Regions from separate parts of the Sus scrofa genome. Here regions 1 and 2 are each linked to region 3. Evidence: chromatin contacts called from public Hi-C and promoter capture Hi-C data. All regions are on one chromosome and are shown on one strand. Each heading gives the region's core, a stretch centred on a gene start, on an enhancer-like site or on the middle of the called end of the contact. The rest is flanking DNA. Distances are from core to core; before and after follow the strand shown. Region 1 holds the start of C6H19orf47. Region 2 holds the start of PRX (periaxin). Region 3 holds the start of LTBP4 (latent-transforming growth factor beta-binding protein 4).

The links. Promoter capture Hi-C pulls out the DNA fragments that hold promoters and counts their contacts. A called contact is a pair of places that touch in the nucleus more often than the background predicts.
Region 1: a promoter capture Hi-C map of liver shows a contact between it and region 3, with 4 times the contacts expected there. The contact joins the promoter of C6H19orf47 here to the promoter of LTBP4 in region 3. A contact is called at or near these places in 1 of 5 promoter capture datasets (liver) and 1 of 2 datasets of contacts at active chromatin or transcription factors (alveolar macrophages).
Region 2: a Hi-C map of fetal skeletal muscle shows a contact between it and region 3, with 1.8 times the contacts expected there. The contact joins the promoter of PRX here to the promoter of LTBP4 in region 3. A contact is called at or near these places in 7 of 47 Hi-C or Micro-C datasets (embryonic fibroblasts, epiblast stem cells, fetal skeletal muscle and 3 more) and 2 of 2 datasets of contacts at active chromatin or transcription factors (alveolar macrophages and skeletal muscle).

Annotation. Positions count from the first base shown.
Region 1 is chr6:48,643,816-48,648,009 of Sscrofa11.1, forward strand. C6H19orf47 reads right to left here and starts at 1,547. Exons shown (of 10, transcript XM_021094390.1): 1 at 1,441-1,547. It also overlaps a transcript of PLD3 not described here.
Region 2 is chr6:48,690,255-48,694,446 of Sscrofa11.1, forward strand. It overlaps PRX (periaxin), which reads right to left and starts at 1,506. Exons shown (of 9, transcript XM_003355926.5): 1 at 1,480-1,506.
Region 3 is chr6:48,829,076-48,833,160 of Sscrofa11.1, forward strand. It overlaps LTBP4 (latent-transforming growth factor beta-binding protein 4), which reads left to right and starts at 1,943. Exons shown (of 34, transcript XM_021094399.1): 1 at 1,943-2,148; 2 at 3,933-3,991. The coding sequence starts at 2,006.

The DNA of each region.
Region 1 (4,194 bases), core at 297-2,796, 190 kb before region 3:
AAACCTTCAGTGAGCTAGGGAAAGGAGAGGACAGTCATTGAGCTGATATCAGTCATATGCAAAGTGTGAGCTGAGAACAGAGTATAAGATAACTTGACAGGGTCCATGGGATCTGACAACATGGAATCACACAGTGTAAGTTTTCAATTCTTCCAGGTTCTGTCTACAATTTAATAGACCATTCTGCTTCCATTGGTGTTCAGGTTGTTTTCCTTCTTCTCACGCCAGCAATGCTACTTTTCCATTAGGAAAGAACACAAATTTTCCTTCTCAATTGAATTGACTGGAGGAAAATGCATCCGTGGTTTTAAAGAAAATGGAAAACCTAACACAATGGGATTAAGCAAAACTGATCAAATAGTAAGTGGCAGGGGAGTTCCTGTTGTGGCTCAGCAGTAAGGAAATGAGTAGTATTCATGAGGACGTGGGTTCAATCCCTGGCCTCACTCAGTGGGTTAAGGACTGAAGGTTCCTGTGAGCTATGGTGAGGGTCACAGACTCAGCTCAGACCTGGTGTTGCTGTGGCTGTAGCGTAGGCCAGCAGCCACAGCTCTGATTCGCCCTCTGGCCTGGGAACTCACATATGCTGCGAGTACAGCCCTAAAAAGACATAAGAACAAAGAAAAAAAGAATGGCAGGATGTCAATTTGCCCAACTCCAGTTTCCAAGTTTTGCCATCTTTTAGCTTCCTCCTCCTCTCTACATCCTTGCAAGTCCCATTTACACCAATGACTCTGAGAATCATTATTAGCGTCTCAATCTTTTGAGCTCCTACTTAATACTGTGTCAGGCCCTGTGCTAAGGACTCAACACGCACATTTCATCAGCATCCTCACAGTGATGCTATGATATTGAGACTATTAGCCCTCATTGTAGAGACGAGGAAAATTCAGTTCAGACAGGTGAAGATATAGGTCCACGACCACAAAGTGTAGTTAGGACTTGAGCTGAAATCTGTGGCCCCCAATTTCACGCTCCCACACCTTGATCTTCCACACCAAGCGCAAAGATCATCAACAATACTAACAATAATAGTATAGTAACGAAGTGAGCAGTGTGCCAGGCGCTGAGCTAAGGAGCTCCGACATGCACGAACTGATTTCTCACTACAACCCATAAAGAAGATGCTACAGTCAGATTCTGACCCCCATTCTACAGAGGAGGAAACTGAGTTTCAGAGAAAGAACTCGCTAATCCAGAGCCGTACAGCGGCGCCAGGACTGACTCCGGAACCCTGGACGCCATTCATCCCCACCTCACCCAGCCCTACCCCATCACCCCCGGCCCGCGCCTCACCTGGCCCTCTGGGCACGCGCCCACTCGCACCACCCACCTGCCCACCTGCCCGCCCTCCCGGCGGCGCCAACTGTCAGACCCTCCTCCCTTGGCCCGGCTGCCCGCCCCGGAAGCGCCGCCCTCGCCGCCGGAAGCCGGACTCACCCGCTCGCGGCTTCTCTAGCCCGCTGGGGAGCCACCAGCGAGGGCGCAGCTGCAACTGTCACGTGACCGCCCGCCGTCTCCCAGGCGCTTCCCTCCGCCCCTCGCTGGCGAGGAGCGCAGCCAATGAGAAAGGTAATTTCCCGGCCCCCGCCGGCCCGCAGTCCAGCCGGAGTGCGCCTGCGCGCCGCGGGGGGCGGTCGGGCGGGGCTCCAGCCTGAAAGGTGCGTGCTGGGCTGGGTCCCGAGTGGGAGACGTGGAGAGCAGGTAATGTGCGATCTGGGGGCGCGGCGCCTCAGCCGTCCTCCTCGTGTTATCCTTCGTCTGTAATGCATCTCTTCTCTGCACATCGACCTCTGTCCCTGTATGTCGCCATTCCTCCGCATGTTGTATCCTGCTTAAATCGTTACCGTTCCCCTTATGTCGCCATCATCACCCTTGACAAGATTTCGTTCGCTTTAAGCCCCCATTATCAGCACCTGTTGAAGTCGCCCCACCCGTTAAGTCGTAGTCGCCGTCTCGTGTCGCCTGCACCCCTCTTTTATTGCTATCACTCTTCTCAGAAATCGTCGTCATACCTCCGTGTCACCTTCGCATGCCTCCTGTTACCATCTCCTTAAGTCGCTCTCTGGCTTCCCTTAGGTCATGCTCACCCCTTTTGTCGCCATCCCTCCTCGTCGTCACCTTTGTTCCTCTGACAGTCACTGCCCACGTCTAATGATTCTAGTTTTCACCATGAAGAGCCACCCTGCCCTACAGTTTTTCTTCTCTTCGTGTCTCTGTCATTTCCCCAAGTCACCTCTCATGTACTCCGGGTATGAAAGCCCTTTACTCAGGGCGTGCCAGGATTCTGACTTCACCACTAAACCTCTGGGTAACCTTGACCTAATCACACCTTTGCAGTCTCAGCTTCCTCATCTGTAAAATCCACACAAGGACACCAACATCAGGGATGATTGTTAAGAATTCTGCATTATTCTAGTGATATGCCCAACTTGATATGGTGATTTGGGCTAATATTATTAGCCATGTCACCCTCACCCAGTCACCTTCATCACCTCATTGTCACTCTCCCCCTACCCCCAACTGCCCTCATCATTCTGGTGATGTCATCACACTTCCTGTATCCTGATGCTCATGCCACAACAGCCAACCCATGCTACCCCACATGGCAATCTCCACGCTGTCCTCACCTCTGCCACGTCACCACATCTGAGGGGGTGACCCATCAACCATCACGCACCTTGTTCATGTAAATACATAATCCCTTTCTCTTTACCTTGTTGGATTGACTGATTAACCACCCCCAAATTGAGAGCATTTAGCCATGGCAGGAGTCCAGGAGGGCTTGGTGGGGGGACGGTTATAGGTAGCTTAGACCGAGTCCTCCCTTGACTCAGAGAATTGAAGGTACAGAGAGAGAGACAGGGCTCACCACACCGTCGTCAAACCTCAGCAACCCTGCATCCCCAGGGGGAGAGCTGGTATCTTAGTCCCTCAGCTTGCTCAGCATGGCCACGTAGGAGAGTCATTAGCAATGTATTTCCATGGGCTGCAACACCCCATTTCCAATCTTAGTTCTTAGTACTTAAATAGTGGCATGACCTTGGGCATGTAGCTTAAGGTCTCTGTGCCTCAGTTGCTACATCTGCAACATGGGAATGAAAACACAAGTTATTCATTCAACAGATTTTTATTAAGCGTGTTCTACATGCCCAGCACTGTGCTAGGCATTGGGGACACATCAGTGGACAAAACAGGCCCGGTGGAGTTTACATTCTAGCAGGGCTAAGAGACAGTGAGCAAACAGGTAAGTAGATTATGTCACATGATAGAAGAGGGGTGGGAATACAAAGATCATTGTTTTAAATAGGGCGATCAGGGGAGTTCCCGTGTGGCTCAACGGGTTGAGGATCCCACAACTCCGATCGCTGCCCTGGTGAGGGTTCGATCCCTGTCCCCAGGAACTTCTGAATACCATGGCAAAAATAAAAAATAAAAAAAAAAAGAGTGGTCAGGGAAGATTTTCTGAGATACACCATTTAAACAAAGACTTGAAGGAGGGGAGAGAGTCACATGGCTGCCTGGAGGTAGAACAGCATCCTAGGCAGAGAAAATAGCAAATGCAAAGGTCCCGAGATAGGAGCATTTAAGGAAGAACAGGGAGGCCAGTGAGGGAGGAGAGGGGTGGGAGCTGACGTCAGAGGAGTGATGGGGGCAGATCATGGGGGGCGGGCGTGGGCCCTGGAGAAAACTATGGCTTTACTCTGAGTGGGGCGGGAGCCAGGGGAGGATTTGGAGGCGAGAAGGGACGTGATCTGATGCGACATGAAGCAGCAGCAGCAGCTGGAGAACCTCTACCAAGGATGGATTGGCAAGAGCAGCCTGGTTGGAAGCACAGCCAGAGTCCTCTTCTTAAAGCTGCCCTCACATATCCTTTGTATTTGGAGAGAGCTGCAAGGGTCCCTCTCAAAGATTCGGAGGGGGTGGGGGTGTTGGTGGAGGTTTTGAGAGGCCAGCACCACCACTGGCTTCAGCCGCTGTTGACAGGGCTGGGGAGGGAGGGAGCCACAGATCTCCAGATGTTAAACAACAGGAAAGGCAGCTGTCTACACCCGAGACCCTGAGGCAGCTTGGGCTCTAATCCTGGCCCCACCATTTCCTGGCTGTGTCCCTTTACGCCAGGACTTCACGTCCCTGGGTCTTTAGTTCCCTTATCTATTAAGTGGGGCTAAAAAAAAAAACACTATTATGGAG
Region 2 (4,192 bases), core at 256-2,755, 140 kb before region 3:
AGTCGGGCAGTCCGGCCGCCGCTCCATCGCCTGAGCTGAACCCTCTGCTATGAGCCCCGCTCCCAGGGTTTGCACGTTGCTGGTGCCGCTTGGAGACTCAGCACCCCACCAGCACTATTCCCTGGCTTCCAGACCCAAGCAAGGCCCCCACTGGTTCCTGGGGCCCCTAAAATAAACTTCCATATCCTGGCTGTGAGATCTTCAGCAAGTTAAAGCATACTTCTGGGCTTCAGTTTTTCATCTCTAAAACAAGGATGGGGGCATTTCATGGTGGCCTAGCAGTTAAGGACCCAGCGTTGTCACTGCTGTGGCTCAGGTTACTGCTGCAGTGCAGGTGCAAACCCTGGCCGGAGAATTTCCACGTGCCGAAGGTGTGGGGGAAAACATTAAAATAAATAAATGAGTTCCCGTCGTGGCGCAGCAGAAACAAATCTGACTAGGAACCATAAGGTTTTGGGTTCGATCCCTGGCATCACTCAGTGGGTTAAGGACCCAGCATTGCCGTGAGCTGTGGTGTAGGTCGCAGATGCGGCTCGGATCTAGTGTTGCTGAGGCTGTGGCATAGGTGGCAGCTACAGCTCTGATTAGACCCCTAGCCTGGGAACCTCCATATGCCATAGGTTTGGCCCTAAAGGACAAATAAATAAATAAATAAACCCATACATAATTGAATGAAAAAAACGAGCTTAGTAAAAGTGCCCACCTTATGGGTTTGGTGAAGATAAAATGAGTTAAAAGAGACTAAAAACTTTGAAAAATGCCTGGCACAGAGAGGATGCTACTTACACATATTTTGGGATTCACACAAATTAGGGGACCAGCTAGACCTGTCCCAGGGCTTTTAGCCTAAATGAAGAGGGCATGGGGGAGTCCTGCTTCTCTGTTTAATGGACTTGCCGTTTTGGGGGACACCTATCATGTACTAAATACTCTGCTGGACACCCAAAGCTCAGCTCTTGGAATCAAGGAGGTGGGTGGACAGATGATGACTAGTCTTGTTTTTTTGGTTTTTTTTTAGGCCACACCTGCAGCATATTGAAGTTCCCAGGTGAGGGGTCGAATTGGAGCTGCAGCTGCCAGCCTACACCACAGCCACGGCATAGCCGGATCCTTAACCCACTGAGCCCACTGACTGGGGCCAGGGATCGAACCTGCATCTTCATGGATACTAGTTAGACTCTTACCCTGCTGAGCTACAACAGGAACTCAGATGCCTAGTTTTTAGCTACACAATCAGGAGGTGGTAGAGCTGGGGTCGAACCCCAGTTCTTCTAGATCCCAGAGACGCTGCGACACTCTTCTGTCCCCTTCATATGACAGACAAGGAGGCTGAGAGAGGGTAATGCCCCCCCAAGGTCACCAACAGCAGGTAATTGGTAACACTAGGATTTCAACCCAGACCTGCCCAACTCCCACACCGAGGCCCCTGGGCCTCACCCTGATCCCCTGGTCCCCGGCCCCCAGCCTGCCCTGACTCACCAGACCCCGGGGGGCGGCAGAGGGAGCAGAGGTACTCCCACATGCCCCTCACACCCACCCGGCGCTGCCTCGGACGCTCCTGGCTGTTTGAGCCTGGGCCCGGGGCCGGGGCTGGGATGAGGCTGGGATTACCCCCAAAATGCATGTCAGCAGCTTCTGTCCCATTGTCCAGCCAGGCGCGGCCACCATGCCCTCACCTCGCCCCTCACATCAGCTCAGCTGGCCACTCTGCGAACCAGCCCCCCTCCCCCCACCACTGAGCAGTTGGGGCCTACTCCGAGGCCACAGGGGACCAGGAAGGGGCTGGCAGGATCCCAGAATGCTAGGGGCCTCCTCACTTCTCTCTGAAATGCCCCCGGCCCACTCTCAGCCACCGAGGAAGGCAGGAATGTGCTGAGCTCTGCGAAATGCCTTCCAGGCTTGGCAGCCACCAAGGGTTGGGGTGTGGCCAGAACCCAGCCAGAACCCTCCTCCCCGGGAGGGTAAAAGGGACAGTGTGGTCAGGACTGTGATGGGCCTGAGGAGACCCTTCCCCCATCGCGGACTCGCTCTGTCTCACTGATTGAGTCATCCAAACATGCCTCTGTTCACTTATTCACTCAACAAACATTCACAAGGCCTTGGTGGCAGGCCCTTTGCTGGGCCCTGGGGACACTGACAAACCTAAATTCACGAGGAGTGGGGAGCAGGCTCAGGACAGGATTCCTGGAGAAGGTGACATCTGGCATCAAACTGGAGGAGGAGGGAGCCAGGTCAAAGGGGCTTCCGCGTGGAGGGAGGAACAGGAGCCAAGCACCAGAGGGGTGAGAGGGAGCAGCCCATTTATCCAGTGTCAGCAAACAGTCAGTGAGCACCTGGTCTTGTGCCCAGCCCCACGGTGGATGGTGCTAGGACACTATGTGACCAAGATAGCCCAGGCCCGCTTTCAGGGTTCACAGTCCAACAGGGAGGCAGACCCAGAGCGGCCAGGGTTGTGGTGCAGGAATCACAGGCTGAGAGGTCGGGACCTGGCTGGGGAAGCCCAGGAAAGCTACCTGCTTCACTCTAGGAAGGAGGTCAGGGAAGGCTTCCCGGAGGAGGGAACCTATGAGCTGAGACTTGAACTACCCATAGGAGCTAGGTAAGAGAAGAGGGAGTGGAACAGCTTTATGGGCAGAGGGAACAGCCCATGCAAAGGATCTGAATCCAGACAGGGCTTGGCACATAGGAAATTTCCTGGAGCTGAGAGCTGTCATAGCTATGACCCCACAACTGCAAGCGCCCTTTCCTTTGTGTCTCCTTTCTTTTTTTTTTTTTTTTTTTTTTTTTTTTTGGTCTTTCTCTCTTTTTAGGGCCACACCTGCAGCATATGGAGGGTCCCAGGCTAGAGGTTGAATTGGAGCTGTAGCCACCTGCCTACACCACAGCCAAAGCAACGCCAGATCTAAGCTGCAGCTGTGACCTATGCCACAGCTCAGGGCAACGCCAAATCCTCAACCCACTGAGCGAGGCCAGGGTTTGAACCTGCAACCTCATGGTTCCTAGTCAGGTTTGTTTCCGCTGCACCACGACAGAAATTCCTGTATCTCCTTCTCATTTGTACATTTATTCACCAGCTATTCGCAGACACCTCCTCTGTATCCATCCCTGGGCTGGGAGGTGCTGGGGACACAGCAGACTGTGACTGTGCCCTCCACGGGACTCATAGTCCACAAGGGGGCATACATTAAAGAAATGACCAGTGAAGCGAGTGTGTAATTACACACTCAGCCGAGTGCTCTGAGAAATGGATCCAGGTCTGTAAGAGGGGCCTGGCACTCTGATACTGTCAGAAAGGGCAAGGAGGGCTTCTTGGAAGAGATGACGTTTGAGCAGGCACCCGAAGGATATATAAGATGGAGTTCCCGTTGTGGCTCAGTAGGTTAAGAACCTAACTAGTATCCATAAGGATGCAGGTTTGATCCCTGGCCTCACTCAGTGGGTTAAGGATCCGGCGTTGCCGTGAGCTGTGGTGTAGTTTGCAGATGCGGCTCAGATCCCGGGTTGCTGTGACTGTGGTGTAGGCCAGCAGCTGCAGCTCTGATTCGACCCCTAGCCTGGGAACTTCCCTATGCCATGGGTTCAGCCCTAAAAAGACAAAAAAAAGAAAAAAAAAAGAAAGAAAGAAAAACAATGATATATAGGAGTTCATGTAAAGCCACGGGTGGTTGATAAATAAGCATGGGTTTCATACAGAGGGAGCAGCCCGTGCAAAGGGTCCCTTTGAGAAACTGGTGAATGTGAGAGTGAGGGGAAGCTGAGGGGAGGGCCGCAGCCGGGCCTTGAGGAGGTACTGAGGCTTTGTCCTGAGGGCCCTGGGTACCCACAGGAGGGACAAAGTCAGAGCTAAGTTGTAATAACTGAGGGTGGGAAGAGTCTGACTACAGGCCAGACTGGAGCTGGGAAGAAAATTCACCCCTCACAGTTCAGAGTCAGACAGACAAGGAGGAAGGAACAGGCTATCCTGTCTCTCTCCGTGTCTGAGAGGGCAGGTATCCTTGCTTGTTCCCAGTCTTAGGGGACCAGCATTCAGTTTTTGTCACAAAGGAAGATGTTTGCTGTACATTTTTTGTGCCCACAGCAGGCAGACGTTCTGGGGCCAGGGATCAAACTCACACCACAGCAGTGACCCTGAGTCAGAGCAGTGGCAACACCAGGTCCTTAACCCTCTGAGCCACCAGGGAACTCCTAGCTG
Region 3 (4,085 bases), core at 693-3,192:
CTCTGAGGGATTCTGAAGGGTTGAGATCATATCAGGATCCAGGAATGACACAGAAGCAACCCTAGGAGACAGAGGCACTGATAGGGAGGGATTAGGGGCTGGGAACTCCACAAATTCTGGGGGGAGGGGAAGCCAACGCCATCCCCGGAAGTTGCTGTGGTGAGCCAGAGGCTGTTGCCTAGCAACGAGCATTGAAGATGCCCTGGATCCCAAGCAGAAGGGAGAAATTTCGGCAGCGCCCCCAGCAAGCGCTCCAGCCACAGGGTAGGAGATGGGGAGAGGGGCGACAGGGGCAGGGACGTTCTGTCCTGCAGGGCCACTTTAGCAGGGATCACGGGAGCTACACGAAGACAGGGACACAGAGCACATATTCAGTGGGCAGAGCCAGGCACTCCATCATTGAGCCGCAACAGCCCACGAACGCCAGTGAGTGGGGCCTGAGAGCCGTCGTTACTGCTCCAAGGGGCTGTGTGTCCCTGGGTGGTGGGTGGGCCCAGGCTTCTGGGTTTCGGTGTTGGGTGGGTGGAGGCAAGGATTGCTGTCGGTGGCGGTAACATGTGAGTGTGGCTGTGTGAGTCAGCCCGTGTGCCTCACCGGAACGCAGGAGGGTGAAGGGGTCTCCTGCCCGCCTTGCACACTCCCCATCTGGAAGAAGAAACAGGAGTTGGGGGTGAGGGCAAAGCTGAATTGATTGCTGTCCTTAGTCTGTGGTCAGCTGTACGGTCTGGGCTGGTGGCCTAATACCCTCTGTGGGTGGAGCCTGGGATCCTCTGGTGGCAGGGCTCACAGTCACAGAATGGGAAAGCTTGAGAATAAAACGGCTGTGAGAGATGACGTTTGGAACCTCTGCAGGGGGACAAACATGAAAAGAGTAGGGTTTGGGATCCTAAATGTGGGGCCTTGGCCCAATTCTCTGTGGGAAATGTTGTGGCCTAAAACTCAAGAGCGGAAGAGGGCACCTAGGGAGCAGCCTCTGAAGCTCTAGGGGCAGCGCCCTTGGGAGAGAGGTGGGGGTTTGTAATTCCATGGAGAGAAGACGGGGCCTTTAATACATAGTGAAAGGAAGGGGCTGGGTTTGAGACCCTCTTGAGTTGGGAGGGGCTTGGATCCTGGAACCTACGAAAATGGGTGCAGGTGGGGACCAAGGCCCTTTGTGGCTTGGGGCTCCTAATGGCAGAGTTCACTAGGAATGGAGGCGACTGGAATTCTCTAAGGAGAAATTCTGCAAGTCTGGAAGTAGGAGGGGGTGCCCTTAGGAGCCTTTAACGATTCAGACAGGGAAGAAGGTGTGATAGCCTCTAAGAGTGGTGGTGGAGAGGGATGCAATAGGAGGGCAGAGCCGGAGGCCTCTGGGAGCAGAGTCTGTGGGTCAGGGGAAGCCTGGGTCCTCTGAAGGGCAGAACCTACAGCTTCCCGAGGAAGCTATTTGTTGAGCCTGGAACCCCTGAAACACGGGGCCTTGAGAAAGAGCAGATCCTTCGGGAAGATCCAGAGTGGGCCTGGGACTCAGAGGGGCCAGACCTGGGGCTCAGTGTAGCGTCCGTTGGATCTTTCAGCATCTAAGTCAGTCTGGGAGCAAATTCGGATGGACTGCTCCCAGGACTGTCAGCCAACGGATGAGGTCTTTGAGTAGGAGTCTGGTTTAGGGGAACCTGGCCGCCGCCTACGCATCGAGTGGGAGGGGTCCCAAAACCTTTACGTTTGGGGCCTCTTCTTTGCCAGAGGGTTCACTGAGCCAGTACCCCCCACAGCACTGAGAAGTCCAGGCCCCAGCGCCCTATGCCCGGCACCTGTACCTTTAGCCCCTCCCCTGTCGCCTCCCGATTGGTAGCGCGGGCAGCGCCCCCTGGCGGCGCGGGGCTCTGATTGGCGGGAAGTTCACAGCCCGCGACTGGGACAGTGGAGAAAATGAGTCGGCCTCCGGCGGGGGCGGAAGGCGGGGCCGCGCCAAGCCGGACCCGCTGGACAGACGGGCCGCCTGGAGCGAGACTCCACGCCGGACACGATGCGGCTGCCTGGACCCAGCGGCCGCCGCCCCCTCCTGCTGGTGCTCCTGCTGCCGCTCCTTGCAGCCGCCGCCACCGCCGCCTCCGCCGCCCGCCCCAGCCAGGCCGTCGAGGTTGCGGTGATCCCGGGCCGCCCGGCCGGGTAAGCCCTGCTTCGGCCCCCTCTTCCTTGTGCCCCTTCCACTCAATAAGTCTGGCAGCCCAAGAAGACCAGGACTTTCGGATTTTGCCGCTGCGTCGGGATAGGGATGAAGAACCAGAGCCCTTGGATTTATTGGGGCCCTCTATTTCGCAGAGGTTAGAATCTGAGGTGTTCTGAGATTTCAAGCGGAGGGATTCTCCTCCCGTGCGGTAGAGACAGATACGGCTCCAGGGAATTCTAGAGTTTATTCGGAGGAAGGTCACAGTTTATTTGGGGATGGGGCTTTGCCTTCTAAGATGATGGATGGGGGACCGAGCTGGAAGAGGGTCCCCCAAGCTTCTTGGATGCCTAAAGAGGAAGAGTATGGGAAGTTATTAAGAGCCTTTATGGGGGACGTGAGATGTCCTCGTTTTCTAGGGTTGAGGAACCGCTGAATTAATTAAAAGTGACCTTTTCCTAATGTGTTAGGAAGACATGGAGTTTTGAGTGGATGGTGGAGCGGCTTGTGGAAAATTGTGTGGAGGTGGGGGGCCTTCAGATTTCATGAGAGTTCAGGATGCTCTAGTTTCCTAGAATTAGAGGATTCCAGGCTTCAATGAGGTACCAGTGATTTCGCGGCAAGAGATCCAGCATTTCCTATAGATTTGGGGTTATAGTCACTCTTCCTGTCTACGGGTGACGAGATCGAAGGAAACAGTCTGCCCAGTACTCCCACCCCCCGCCCTGCGGCCCAGCGCTCCGCTACAAAGGCCCCGGGCTCCGCTCCCGCCTCGGTCTCTGCGAATGCGTTTAGTAATCCGAGCCGCGCCGGGGGCGGGGCTGGGAAGGGGTTAACGCGGAGAAAAGGCGGGAGGGATGACGGCAGGATCGGGGTCCCGAAGGCTCCTAACCGGGCAGCCTCCTCCCTTACTGGGCCCCACCGGTCTGAAAAGTGTCCATACGCCCGACGTCCCCTTAGCAGCATCCCCCCATGACCCTTTCTCCCGGCCTGAGCGCGCGCCCTCGTCCCAGGTCCCCCTTAGCCTCAGAATAATGGATTTGTCTGGGGGGCCCCTTGGTTGCGACGCACTTGCGCCGGAGCTGAGGGCTCCGCCAGCCAGAATCTGAGACCCTCTGGGCGCGAAGATTTCTCCAAGAACTACTCCCTCCTGGTCAGGCGGGAAACGGAGGCCCAAAGACCAGGAGACGCTGGCTCCGGGACCCACGGCGTGGAAGGGCAGGAACAGGCTAGAACTCAGGCCTTGGGATTCCCACTGCTGGACTGTGGCTCCTGTATGCCCCTCCACCTCAGCACCCTCCTCAGGACCCACAGTCAAAGGAGGACGCCCTCCCCAACCTTTGAGGCCTGTGGAGGTGGCGCCACCTGCCGGTCAATTGAGGGATGACGGCTGTGTCCAAAACGGACGTGCGGAGAGGGCGGGGTTCTCGGTTCTCAGTCCCTGCTTGGAAGTGCGCTTAGAAATCCTGTCTTTTTTTTTTTTTTTTAATCATTTTAAAACGACTTTAAAATGTCTTTTCCAATAATACCTTACTCAAAATATTTCAGAAGGGAAATAAAAGCGAGGTTGCTGTGACCTTCATCCCTGGATAGTCAATCAATATGCCTCCCGTTGTACAGATTGGGGAAACTGAGGCATCGAGTGCAGTGCCTCAAATTGGTCACACATGAATTTCGAGCGCCCTCAAGCTCTATCTTTGTATTGCCGCCCCTAAACTTCATTGCCCTTCTTTGGGGAGTTCTACAGCGCTAGGGGCTCAAGTGATTTCCACCTCTCGATTTATAGTGTTGCTGCTTGTCGCTGCTGCCCAGGCCGATCGCCCAGGAGGAGCCGCTGCTTCAGAGGTGGGTGCTTGTACGTGGGGGGAAATGTGGTAGGATCAGAGGAGCTGGGGGCTCCCTTCCCCACCCCTCATCCCAGCTGGAGAGCTGGATGCAC